Linked DNA regions of Rattus norvegicus: all the other regions are linked to region 2. The links are chromatin contacts, called in public Hi-C maps. All regions are on one chromosome and are shown on one strand. The core of a region is the stretch at or near the end of the contact, and the rest is flanking DNA. Distances in the headings are between cores, read along the strand shown.

Region 1 (4,367 bases), core at 319-2,818, 340 kb before region 2:
TTTAGATCTTGTCAGGTTGACAACCAAAGGGAGGCCAAGTGAGCAGGAAGAGTGAGATCACTTACTCTGTGAACTCTGGTGACAGTGCCTCTAGGAGGACCAGGGGCAGCCACATCTACAAAAACACCAGGGGCACACAGCTACAAAGGCATCTGCAGGAGGACCTAGTTGAAGACTGCCTGAGAGACCAAGGATTGCTGATGTGAACAATGTCAGCTAATTGGAAGCTGCTGTTTATATGAGATGCTTTCTTAGGACCAAAGGGCCCAGGTAGAGGGTATTAAAGGAGCTTGCAGCAGTAGACAGACAAGCTTTTACCTGCTTCTGGAGTCAGTGTCTTTGAATCCGGGCCATCTCACCTCCAACCCCCAAGGGCAGGTAGGGTCAGGCAGCGAGTAGTCCAAAGCACAGACAGCCAGTGCCAAGAATGTTAAAGGATGCCCAATCTTTTCCAGAGGTCAGTCATGAGACTTCACAAAGTAGCAAGACAGACACACGATAGGCAGACATACAGAAGACAGGGGCTAGTGCATACAAGAATAAATGTTCTGCCTTACTGCCAGTCAAGACACACAATCCATCGTGCTACTCTTTTTCCATAGGCAAGATATAGAAAACCCATGTTTCAGTTAGTTGTATGGGTAAAAGACCCACTGGGAGGGCGGCTGAGATCTCGCTTTTAAAAATGCTGCATGAAGCGAGTTTGAAGCTTTTCACTATAAAGAGATGACCAATGTTTGAGAAGACGTGTTTAAACATTACACAACGTATGCACGGATTAATGCACAGTATGGAAACTCATTCCCGAGTGCTATTCTATATTGGATAAAATAAATGTGAAAAAAGTTAAAAGGAAAAAGAAATAGAATACATGCCCCTAGCACATCTGGACTGGTTAATATGACCTTAGATGCAACCGTTGGGCAAACCTCATGAGAAGCTCTACAGGGCATACACTGGGTTTGTTTATTGTAGCAGAACTTATGAGGTGACCTTCTGCTTGAACTAGCAGTAAGCTTTTACTCTGCCATTCTCTCCCCTTCCCTACATTCCATCCAGTAGTGTGCCTCATAGAATTTTCCATTCTTTTCTTCCTTGGTCTGGACCAGCAACATTTGAGAGTCACTATTGCCCTGGCAATGTTCCTCTTTTTGCTCCAAGATTCCTTCAGTCTGTTTGTCTTCTATAATGTGACCAGAGAATAGTATTTTATTAAACTAAATGATACGGTGTAATTTTTCCTGCTTAAAATTGCCATATCAAGACTTTGAGTGGAGAGAGAGAGAGAGAGAGAGAGAGAGAGAGAGAGAGAGAGAGAGAGAGAGCTTGGCTCCTGCCTACCTTCCAATACTTGCGTTTTATTTCTGCTGTCTCACGACCATCTTTGACCTTAAAAGCTAGCATTCCTAACTGGCATTTTCAGGATAGAGGAAGCTGCTGTTTCTAGCTTTTGCTACTTGTAGCTTGCTTTCTCAGTTTTAGACCCCAGACAGCTCTCCTTACTAGCTGTCACCAGATAGACCAAAGTCTCCTCCTACCATTGCAAAAGTTTCAAATGCTGTCATAAATTGGCATGTATCCAGGACACCAGAGTCTAGCCTCTGCTCTAGAAATTTCTTTCCCCACATGGCTCCATTCCAGGGACACTACTATTTTCTCCATTTGGACATTTAGAACAAGCCCTCATTCTAAGCCTCTGCCTTGTGCTCATGGAACACCTCAAGTTAAATTTATATTTTCCTGACTTTGCTTCCTTTTCTGGACTCTGTCTCGTCTCCAAATTGCCAGTGGTTTCTGCTCTTCTCATTTGAGTAGCCACATGATTATGGGAACCTCCAAGGTGGGAGAAGAGCTAGTTATTAAGATGGGGCATGTAAAGTTTGGAACAACTTATTAGTAGCTGGGTGTGGCCCACACAACCTGGCAAGCAGGGAATCACAGCTCTTCAGCTTGAACTCACCCTGCGGAGGAGGCTCCGTTCCCAGCTCTTTAAAGAGCCTGGGCTTCGGTGCCAGCTGTTTTCCTTGTAAAACAGCTGACCAGTTTTGCTTGGTGCAATCAGAGACTTGGGTTCCTTCCCACAAGGGCAAACCGTTGACCCATTTCCGTGAGTACCGCAGAAAAATTTCCACGGGCCCAAGAGAGGTTTTGGGAAACGAGACAGATATCCACTCATTGTCTAAAATGTCAGGTAAGGCTTGTCGTTTTTCACCATTGAAAGGATACGAGTCAGAGGCATTAAGAACATGCCGGAAATTGCAGTGTTATCGCCCCCACTTGTTTCTTTATGCCCAAAGGGAAGTTTATTACTCACTAAGCAATCAGTTCTAACTCCCCCTTCGCCCTCGTTCCTGCAAACCCCTAATCTTGCCATCTTTAGAGATCTGCCTATTCTGAAAATTTCAAATACATTAAACTAAATTCAGTCTCTAACTTTTTGTGCCTGCTTCGTTCCTATGAAGCCTGAGTTCATTTATGTTGTGGCATGAACCCCGCCTCATGCCTTCCTTCCTTTTAATAGTTGAATACTATTCTACTGTGTGGGCAGGCCACATTATTTTTTTTTATATCCATTCATCTGTTGATGTGATTTGCGTAGTTTCCACCTGCAGGTTATTACCCTGAAAGCGCCATTATGGCTGTTGGTACACCAAGTTTTATTTGAACATCTGTTTCCAGTGATTTTTGGTGTGTGCTTAGGGGTGGAATTTGGTGGGTCCCATGGTAAAAAAAAAAATTCCATGTTTAACTTTAGTTGAAACTTGGCTTTTTTTTTTTTTTTTCTTTTCCTCCAGTGTTTCAACGATTTTACATTCTAACCAGGAATAAGCAAGGATAGGTTTGGGCAAATCCTAAGAACAAGTATTTATGTCAATAAGTGACTCATTAAAAGACGTTTACATGATAAGGAAAACATCAACTCAGAATCTTAAAGCGAGATAAAGTTATCCCCTCCTTCTTGGTTGAACAGCCCGAGATGGCTAATTATGAGTCAGTTCTGGAAAGTTCTGAGAGCAGCGTGTCAGGGCATCTACACAGAAGATTATCTGTGTTAAGGTTTTTGAAATAGTCACACGTCAGCTGTTCAGAAATACAGATTCGCACTTTGTGTGGCTGAGTTCTGCTTAGCTCTAGTGACACTGTTTCTGCTGAGGTTGGAAACCTCTTAAACCTGTCATTGAAAGGTAATGTGTTCTTTTCTGGCTTCGATCACAGCAGGGAATTAAAACTTGTAGTTCCTTTCAGAGCTTAAAGTCATTTAAAGTCAAATCAACTATGAGGGTAAGGAGGGAGCTGTTTTGAAGTCCAAACTCCCTCAGCCTCTCGGGGAGTCATTATTATGACATTGGGATGCACATGCTTGGTGGCTATTATTTCTGGGTAACATTTGCCTTTGCTGTATCTGCACAGGCTATATTAGCTAGGCCTTCTGGGATGTTTACATTTTCCAATGATGTTGACAGCCTTATCCAGGCCCTATGAAATCAGATATGGATCCCTTGAGCTTCCCTTTTTCAGATCCTTGGTCTCTTCCTATCCTCAGACCACTTAGCACTGGTTCGAGTGACATGTTCAGGGGATTCCATGGCCCTGCCCAGCACTCCTTAGCCATTAAGTGTCTAAGTCACCAAGTGTCACTGGTCTAGCGCAATACTCCATGCTAATCCTGTCTAGGCTAGAGTTTTAAGCTTTTGAAGCTTAAGTAAAGGTGCGAGTAGGAGATCCTATTGATAGAACGTCAAAGTCACACTAGAGTGTATGTGTTGGCAAGTCAAAAGGAGTCATTGTTCCTTCTAGAAAAGGAAAAGTCCAATGGAGACAACTTACACCGTGAACTAGATCATTGGCCTATGTGTAGTCTTCATCATCAACTCGACAAGATTTGAAATCACCAGACACACCTCTGGGCACGATCTGAGATTCTTTTTGTTTCGAAGAGGTTTAACCAAAATGGAAATCTCCAGCTCTAATTTGAGGAGCACCATTTTAATTAGCTAGTATTATGGTCCTAAACCATCAGGCAAAACCCATGCTTGGGTTTGATCTTAGATGTTTCATTTTTGGCATCCATTGCATTGGTTCTAGGAACCTTCAGCTTTGTACGATTGGATTGACAAGAGCATAGTTCCGGTGCAGAGCTTTGAATGTCACGGTCACTTTGTGCTTCATCGTCAATTGCTTAATCTTTAACAAGTGTAAGTAGGACTCTTAAGCAGTTCTCAGAAAACTGTAAAATTCTCTACCACAGAGAACACGGCCCTGTCTTAGATTTATAAAGCTGAGCTTTCTTCTTGGGCATGTCCCTGTTCCTACCAATCATCTAACAACTTGGGGGTCTGCTGGGGCAAATGGCCCAGATGGCAAGA
Region 2 (4,369 bases), core at 1,433-3,932:
CAAGTCACAGAGCATAGGAAGCTTAACAAGAAGGAATATCAAAGTGTGGATGCCTAAAACCCACTTAGAGGGGAAACAAAATAATCATAGGAGGCAGAGGGAAGGAGGAAACTCTGTAGGAGTCAGGGGCGGGGAGGAGAGGGGAAAAAGAAGGACAGGATCAGGATCGGTATGGGAAGAGACAGGAGGGACACCCAAGGGCTAGGAGAATGAATTACAATATGCAGCAGTGGGAGTTAGGGGGCAGGAGGAACCTCTAGAAAGTCCCAGAGACCTGAAATGTGAAAGGCTACCAGAACTCAATGGAGATTACATTAGCAGAAATGCCCAACAATGGGGAGATGGGACCAGAAGAGACCACCTCCAGTAGAGAGACAGGGCTACCAGTTGAGGTAGGGGAGGATGCAGAATTAACCCAGAATTGTTCCCGTCTAAAGGAAATGCAGAGCCAAATATGGAGTGGCAAGTCAAAGGCCACCCAGTGACTATCCCAACTTGAGAACCATCCCATGCACACACAGCAATGCACATGGCACTACTACTGAGGCCATATTATGTGTGCAAACAGGAGCTTCATGTGTCTTCTGAGAGGCTCTAACAGCGACTGACTGAGAGAAATCCGTATCCTTCCAGCCAACCATTGGTTTGAGGTCAGGGACCAATACGGAAGAGTTAGAAGAAGGACTGAAGGGGCTAGGGATTTAGCTCAGTGGTAGAGCGCTTACCTAGGAAGCGCAAGGCCCTGGGTTCGGTCCCCAGCTCCGAAAAAAAGAACAAAAAAAAAAAAAAAAAAGAAGGACTGAAGGAGCTGAAGGGGATTGCAACCCCATAGGAAGAACAACAGTAGCGACTAACCTGGAACCCCAGAGCTCCCAGAAACTAAGCCAACAACCACCTAGGAGCATACATCAGCTGGTTTGTGGCCCTGGGCTCATGTGTGGCAGAGGACTGCCATTTATGGACTCAGTGGGAGAGGATGCAATTAATCCTGTGTGAACTTGATACCCCAGAGAAGAGGGAATGCTGGTGGGGGTGGTTGGGTGGAGGCGCACTCTTTCAGCGCTGGGGGTTGGGATGAAGAACTCAGGGTAGGGGGACTGGGAAGGGGGGGCCACTTTTGGAATGTAAAATAAAACGTTTTAATAAAGAAAAAAAACATCATTGTCTTCTAAGGAGTGAAGTCTAATATATTATTTAGCTTCTTATGGATGGAAAAAACTAAAGGTGATATTTAAATATGAACCTTTACTGTTTCACTAGCTCTCTGAATTTGCAGAGCCGAGTACGAATGTGGTGGATTCTTGGTGTCATGGATGTAAGGTCAAGAAAAATGCATACACTATTACAGTGTGTATTGTTAATAGCGAGTTAGTTACCTTTGCACCCAGGTACACACCTCAAAATGGATAACATTGTGATATACACTTGCACAGGACTGACTTTGCTGACCAAACAGGTAGAACATGCAGCAATGAATAGAGAGTTAAATTTAATCTCTTTAAAATGGCTCCCACATAGGATGGGCACTCTGTGATCTTTTTTTCTCCAGACAGGAAATGCTGTTGTCAAAATATAAAAATAAAGGGGTATCTTTTATCCCCACTAAGTCTACACCGCAGTGCCGCTGCTTGAGACATCACGTGACTCAACATGGCAGCCCAGACGAGTTGCTCCACACTCCCTTACACTTAAATCTACACATGAAAGAACACACAACACAATAATCTTTGATCCAATTGATAAGATATAATTGCTCACCTAAACACACAAAGCCCAGTACACGTCCATCCCTTAAGAACATTTATAACAATCTGTAAAGGTACAGCAAGGAATCTTAATGTCAACTGCCATATTGTCCCTACCTACTCTCTCCCTCCTCCTCTTCCTTCAAACTTTTCTCCTGCCCATCCTTCCTTCTCATCCAATGACAGGCCTCATTCTACCTTGTGATACCTGTGATACCATCCCACAAGTAAAGAACAGATTATCTTTTTAACTTTTTTTTAATTAAGATATATTTGTGTCATTTTCTCTTTCTCCTCCCTACCTCCAACACCACCAGTACCCTCCCTCCTTCTAAAATGTATGGCTTCTTTTAAAAAAAATGTTATTGTTACACATATCTTTAAATATATAAATAAACCTGCTGGGTCTCTTTAGTGTTGTGTGCATGTATATGATTTCAAGGAAGGCTGCTCAGTATTGCATAGCCCATTAGGAGTCATCCAATTCTTGGGGATGACTGATTCTACCACTTACACAATTCCTTAGTAGCCTGTAATTTTTCGACTAGGGATACAATGTGTCCCTGTGAGATTTCCTTCTTCCATTGTACAATATCTGCTGGTAGTGTCCTCATTCATCCCTTGTTTAGGTAGCCATACTGTTGGTGTGTTGTGGGTGAAGCTTCTAGAAGACACAATCACTCAGCAGATATTCTGGTCCTCTGCCATGTGCAATCTTTCTGACTCCCTTTAATCCGTCATATACCCCCGGAATTCACTCCCAATTGTGTTCCCATCTTGAACTACAAATTAATACTGAAAAAAATCCTCACAGGACAAGTTCAACTCCACATTATTCAGATTATTTCAGTATTTGCCATGTACTAGGAATATATGTGAGGTTCAAATATTGACTGAATCAGGACCGCACAATGATTTCACCAACAAAGTCCACTAGGTCAGTTAACCTCCTTCTTCCTAACAGAATCATGTTGCTGATTTCAAATGAGTCTCCACCAGGCTGTTCAACCACTTCCTCCTCTCCCTCCCCCTCCGCTCCCCTCTCCCCTCCCCTGAGCTCTTTGCTGTCTCTGACTTATTGTACTAGAATCAGCAAAATCATACTGAAGGCTCATTTGTATATAATTTCTTCAGAAGCAGCCTCTACAATAAAATGCTCAAGTTCAAAGATTCATAAACCGTTCCACACAAAGCAAGATTTATGAGACAAAGTTCAGAGAATCTTGGTTAATCATTACAAATCACAATTGCACATGCCTGGTTCTAGGGTTGTACTCTTCATGATGCTGAAGGCTACTAGGGCAGGGTGTATCCTTTCGTAATCTTTGGTTTGTCTGTTTCACTGCCAAGAAAATAAGCACAGAGGGGGTTCTGCTTTGTATCTCTGGGATGGGACAATAGCTCTAATCTGCAATCTTTTATTTTTGTTTCAACTGTTCCAAGACCAATTTCAATTTAACTTGCTTGCTTTGCTTGTCTCTTGATAAAAAGCTGTTTTGATTACAGGGGGTTTGGAGGCGATGGTGGGAGGCAGAAGTAGAGATTCTCTCTCTCTCTCTCTCTCTCTCTCTCTCTGTGTGTGTGTGTGTGTGTGTGTGTGTGTGTGTGTGTGTGTGTGTGTGTGTGTGTTCATGCATGTATAGGAGAAGGAATAGGAGCCAGCATCCATGGGCTGTATTTGTTAATCTGCTTAAAACCTTAACAGATTTTTTTCAGCTGAAATTTGGGCAATGTTAATTGTACAGGCAGAATTCACGCTGGGAAAATCTCCTTGGGTGGGGAGAAAAAGACAGAAAGCACAGCCTGCCTGTTATATAAGATGTTTATTTCTATCCATTCCAATCCACCATAAGCAGTACAGAAAATAGGCCAATGCCGCTGACCAATGATGTCACTGTATCATCGAGGTGGGGGTGGGGGTCTGGGTTCCACGTCGATGAACAGGAGGATTTCCTATCACCATTGCCGTCTTGTAGAAGCCTTTATACCAGAAGCTGCTGATCTTGGCTCCCTTTGATGCTTATAGGATTTATAGTAACTGGGTGGCTACCATTGATGGCAGCTCCGGACAAGCCACACGAATGCTTAAAACAGTGCTTTTTTTTTTTTTTAAATCAAGCCTCTGAAGTTAAAAGGATTGGATCCTGTCAGCCAAGTGCTGGCTATCCCTGGGAAATGGTACAGAGAAGAGGGATGGTCATCATGGTGTGAGATGCTAGGCAGTGTCTTTACGTACCGAGTAGCTCATTCTGCAGAATGCCTGCTTCACTTATGGTACCTTGCATGTATGCTCAGTCGGGGGTGGGAATGGGGGGGCCGAGGGGCATCCACATTAACTCATAAAGACTGCAACTCAAATCGACAGCTTTATACATTTTTTAACGAGCTTGTCATTTGTAATGTCATAGAGACATCTTTATAAGTTATAGTGGGTAAAGTGAGTGAAATGATGTCTGTGCCCAAGATTTTTTATTCCTTATTACTTTAGTATTGAAAGCAAACCGAAGCCACATTCCTTCATATTACAAAGGGTGACTCTGTCACACGGAGAAGACACGTATTGCAAGTAACCGTTCTGTGGTTCGGTTTATGGAGCTTTTGGTAAAATCATGGTTTTCTGTCAT
Region 3 (4,307 bases), core at 1,765-4,264, 440 kb before region 2:
ACTTTATTGGTATTTCCCCACCTCAGTTTAAATTTTATGTGAAACAACTATTTGTGTCTTTGGCTTCTTGAGCTTAGTGTTTCTTCCTTCTGACATGTTTTCAATTTCTTTATTGTTTTCTTCAAATTTTCATGTGTTGGGGGCTGTCCAATGCATGTGTCTCTGTGTGTGGTTGGGAATGTGTGTCTCTGTGGGTGTGTTTATATGTGTTTACATCTATGTGTGTTTGTGTATGTGTGTCTATATATTTATGTGTCTCTGTGTGTCTATACGTGTGTGTATCTGTGTGTGTGTGTCTGTGTCTTTCTGTATGTTTCTGTGTGTACTTGCCTGTGCCTATGTCTTTGTATATGTCCCTGTGTGTTTGTTTGTCTGTGTCTGTGTGTGTATGTCTTTGTGTATGTCTGCATGTGTGTCTCTGTGTGTGTATGCATCTGTGTGTGTGTGTGTGTGTGTGTGTGTGTGTGCGCGTGTGTATTTGTGTATGGCTGTCTGTGTGTCTCTGTGTGTGGTTGGGAATGTGTGTCTCTGTGGATGTGTTTATTATGAGTTAACATCTATGTTACTTGCCTGTGCCTACGTCTTTGTACATGTCTGTGTGTATGTGTTTATGGGTATCTGCATGTCTATTCATCCAACTCTGGGGACCCTTCTTCCCCAGAACTAGGGTAAAGATCCCAATTGTTTATGTGAGTGCTGGATATAAGAACTTGGGTCATCATACTGCTTTTTGTTTGTTTGTTTGTTTTTTTGTTTTTTGTTTTTTTCTGACTGAGGCATCTCCTCAGTTTCTCTTCTAACTCTCGTGTGATCTCCACAAGCTTGTGATTCTTTTTAAAAAAACGTTTCTCCTACAAAAAGAATTCCTTCTTATATTTGAACTAGTTTCATTTTTAAAAAACATCTAACATCTTATTCTTATTAATGGATACTTAATGCTACCCAATGTTGTTCTTTAAGCACAGTTTTCTTTTCTTCTTGAAGTGCTAGAGATGGAACCCAATGCCATTTGTGTGTTAGGCCATCACTCTGCCACCACAAAGGCTTTCTTCTCTTGTGTTGTCAGGTTCATCTGCATTTTGCTTTATTTTTTTTCTTTCCTTTCTGTGTTGGAAGCGTCCTTTAAATCTCTGGTGACCCATGGGATTCTCTAAATAGCTGACTGAATATTGTATGTGGAGGCTAAAACAAAAATATTTTTGAGGCAGGGTCTTACGTTTTAACACAGGTCTAGCCTCAGACCTGCTGAGACCCCCCCTTCTTGCCTTAGTCTCCTGAGTGTTAGGCCAGGTCTTACTAACCTCTTGGTTTCCTAGGGAGTAAGTGTTTATTGAAGGCTTCAAAGGGTGGTATTACAAATGCATACCCATTACTTTGGCTTAGGTCTAACTAAGTCAGAGGAGGTACCCAGACCCTCAAAATGCATAAATGATAGTGGATTCACTTAACAGCACCATGTGTGTGTACTGGCTGTATTCAGCTCTCTCTCTTGGTTCTCACACCATCTCAGAGAAGACGTCTCCATCTCTACTATTGGACGAAATGGATCAAGAATCCTGTTGCTACCTCGGACGATGGTGCACGCCTTTACCGCTAGCATATAGAAGCAATAGCGAGCGAAATCTTTGTGATTTTAAGACCAGACTGGTAAACCAAGCCAGTTTCAGGGTAGGCAGTGTTACACAGAGAAACCCTACCTTAGGGGCGGGGCGGGGCGGGGCGGGAAAGGGCAGGTAGGGAATCCTGCTGCAGTTGATGGGCTTCACAAACCTTTGAATGGAGATTTCATTTGATGTATCCATGGCGCATCATGTTCCATGAGCACAGAACTTTTCAAATTTGATGTTGCGGACCTCTGTTTTCCTTTCCTCTTCAGGTACACTAGAGGCAATCACACAGCTCCAGGTAGAGAGAAGACTCTCAAGGCCTGGTGCCATCTCACTCAGACTTCGTGCCTGTGTGTATGTTTAATTTCCCTTGAATTCTTTTAGTAATATCTCAAAAGGAAACAAAATAAACAAGAATTTAATCTATTCTGTTTATCTGGAAGCTTTACTCTTAACCTCATAAGGTTTTTCAACATAATTAGTTTTGACTACAGAGTTTATCAGCATTTATAGGTTTCTCAAAAAACAAAATGAAGGGCACATTCATTTTCTTATGCTTCACCAACTACAAATTTGAGATCATTTGAAATTTTAATTCTGAATTATAATAAAATAATAACTTTATACTCTGCATCAGTGATTTAAAATGGTTGAAACTGAATCGCGTCTTTAATTTTTTTTATGTGGAATATTTTCTTCTCTTGGCTTCTTACTTTTATTGGGACATGTATTTCAATGCATATTGATTCGGGTTTTAAGATCTTGTCTGCTGTGACAACGAGGATGAGACAGAGACCCTGGTAGGAGGAGGTCTGAATTGCAGATGGTCTCAAGGGTGCCACTGAGTGACTGGTGGACCATGTCTGTTTGGTCTGAGCCACAGTTAACTGCTGTCATTTCTGGGCTAACTGTTCTTTTTCTCACTTACCTCAGGACACAGAGGGGCCGTTTGGTAGACCAGCATACTAACTCTAAGTGCGCAGTACCACTTAGTCCTAGATAGAAGTTGTCCGTGACCTTCCTGCCTGAAGTGCTCCTCACCATCCACTCTGAGCTATTTGCCTATGAGTCTTTCTGCGCCAGTTCCTGGGTTTCACAGTTCTGACTTTGAGGTGGTTCACCATTCCTTCTGATTTCCAATGCTCTTATGAAATTGTGCATTTATTTGATTTCATCAGAGTAATTGGGATAGGTAGAAATGTCTGTTCAGTCTGCCTTTTGCTCCTTTCTGGACAGACAGACAGACAGACAGACACACACACACACACACACACACACACACACACACACACACCCCAAACCAACAGTTAAATTCTAACCCTGGTTTTCACTTCTTGTGTATGCTCTGTCCAGTGGCAAAGAGTGCATCACCAGGACAAATTGCACTGGTGCTAGTGGCTTCTGAAAAGCTATGATGGCGTGGAGGAGAGCCAGGACCCATGATGCAAGTGGCATTGCCCAAAACAAGTTTCTTTAAATGTACTCACTTCAAAAGGACTTTATACGTCTCTTTAGCGAAATCGATATTTTCCCACATGTTTAATTGACAGCCACACCATTTTCTGGAATAGCATTACTAAATTTCTTGACATTTTAACCAGTACAAAGATTAACTAATAGTGTATTAGGAAGTTCTGTGTTGAAATCTTGTAATGTAGTCCAAGCTGGCTCCTGCCTTTTCTTCCTGTGTATTGCAATCACAGGCATATATCACTCTCTGCCTGGCCAAACATGTTTTCCATCAAATGCACTATTTTAAGAAGGCTTCCTGCATTCCTGTTATTTGACTTGTGAGTTGGAGATTTCTTGCTGTGTAGTTTCAAACTCTTGATCCTCCCGCCTTATTCTCTTGAGTTCTGAGAAGACAAGTGTGTACTATCAGACATGGCTATTCCTCCATTCTTTAAGGTAAACTGTTTTTATCCATTGGTGAGAACTACTGATTTTTATCATGGACTTCTCCTTTTGAGATTATAATGTAAAATCTAAGAACTTCATTGATCTATAAAACATCCTTTTCGTTCTCGTGTGGATTAAGGTTAAGGTTAGAGTTAGCATCCTTGCATAGTACGAGCTAAATCCACGCTATGATTCATGATTTTCCTGAGGCAATGCAGTGTTCATAGACTAAAGAATTGGTGACTTACTTTGCCCAAACCGCTCTCCAAGTTTCTAGTTCCAATTTCATTGCCTATGCAGGAGAAGTAGGCAATATTTTGCTAAAGAGAAAGATCATTCCTTGTTAATATTTCTGACAGCTTGCAGTCTGTTCATTGGGAGCTTGCTTATTCCAACTTCTCGAGATCTGTCTGGTTCTGTGTTGCCAGTGCGATTGTTGCTGTCTTGCTCAACACCCGTGATTCATGCACATCCATGGGTATCTTTATATTTGACTTGGAGCGTCCTCTGATGTGTGCATTATCACTAGGTCAGATCTCTCTGTCCTGGGACACGTATTGGCTCTTGTTTAGTTTTGAGTACAAACAAATCTGGAGCAATAAAATGGCCCAGGGTATTTTGCCCTTGCAAGGAACATACTACACAGCTCATGCCAAGTTTTTCATGGTTTTTGTGAGAAAATTTTAGGTGCAGCAAAAGAGATGATTGGTTACATTCTCACAGCTGATTAGCTCCAACACAGAGTGGTATAAAGTGTGTGTGTGTGTGTGTGTGTGTGTGTGTGTGTGTGTGTGTGTGTGT

Evidence for each region. Hi-C and Micro-C count contacts between places; a contact is called where the count stands out from the background.
Region 1: a contact with region 2 is called in a Hi-C map of liver, with 4 times the contacts expected there. The contact joins two enhancer-like sites. A contact is called at or near these places in 2 of 12 Hi-C or Micro-C datasets (kidney and liver).
Region 3: a Hi-C map of liver shows a contact between it and region 2, with 6 times the contacts expected there. The contact joins two enhancer-like sites. A contact is called at or near these places in 4 of 12 Hi-C or Micro-C datasets (hepatocytes, kidney and liver).

What each region holds. Positions count from the first base shown.
Region 1 is chr7:33,449,318-33,453,684 of GRCr8, forward strand. No RefSeq gene overlaps it. Among named protein-coding and RNA genes, the nearest start is that of Btg1, 220 kb to the left of the region's middle. Within about 2 kb of position 1,569, at least 8 of the 93 cell types and tissues checked have an H3K27ac peak or open chromatin away from gene starts, as enhancers often do. A contact at or near this core is called in liver, where this site is marked.
Region 2 is chr7:33,791,594-33,795,962 of GRCr8, forward strand. No RefSeq gene overlaps it. Among named protein-coding and RNA genes, the nearest start is that of U2l1, 42 kb to the right of the region's middle. Within about 2 kb of position 2,683, at least 15 of the 93 cell types and tissues checked have an H3K27ac peak or open chromatin away from gene starts, as enhancers often do. A contact at or near this core is called in liver, where this site is marked.
Region 3 is chr7:33,350,792-33,355,098 of GRCr8, forward strand. No RefSeq gene overlaps it. Among named protein-coding and RNA genes, the nearest start is that of Btg1, 120 kb to the left of the region's middle. Within about 2 kb of position 3,015, at least 1 of the 93 cell types and tissues checked has an H3K27ac peak or open chromatin away from gene starts, as enhancers often do. A contact at or near this core is called in liver, where this site is marked.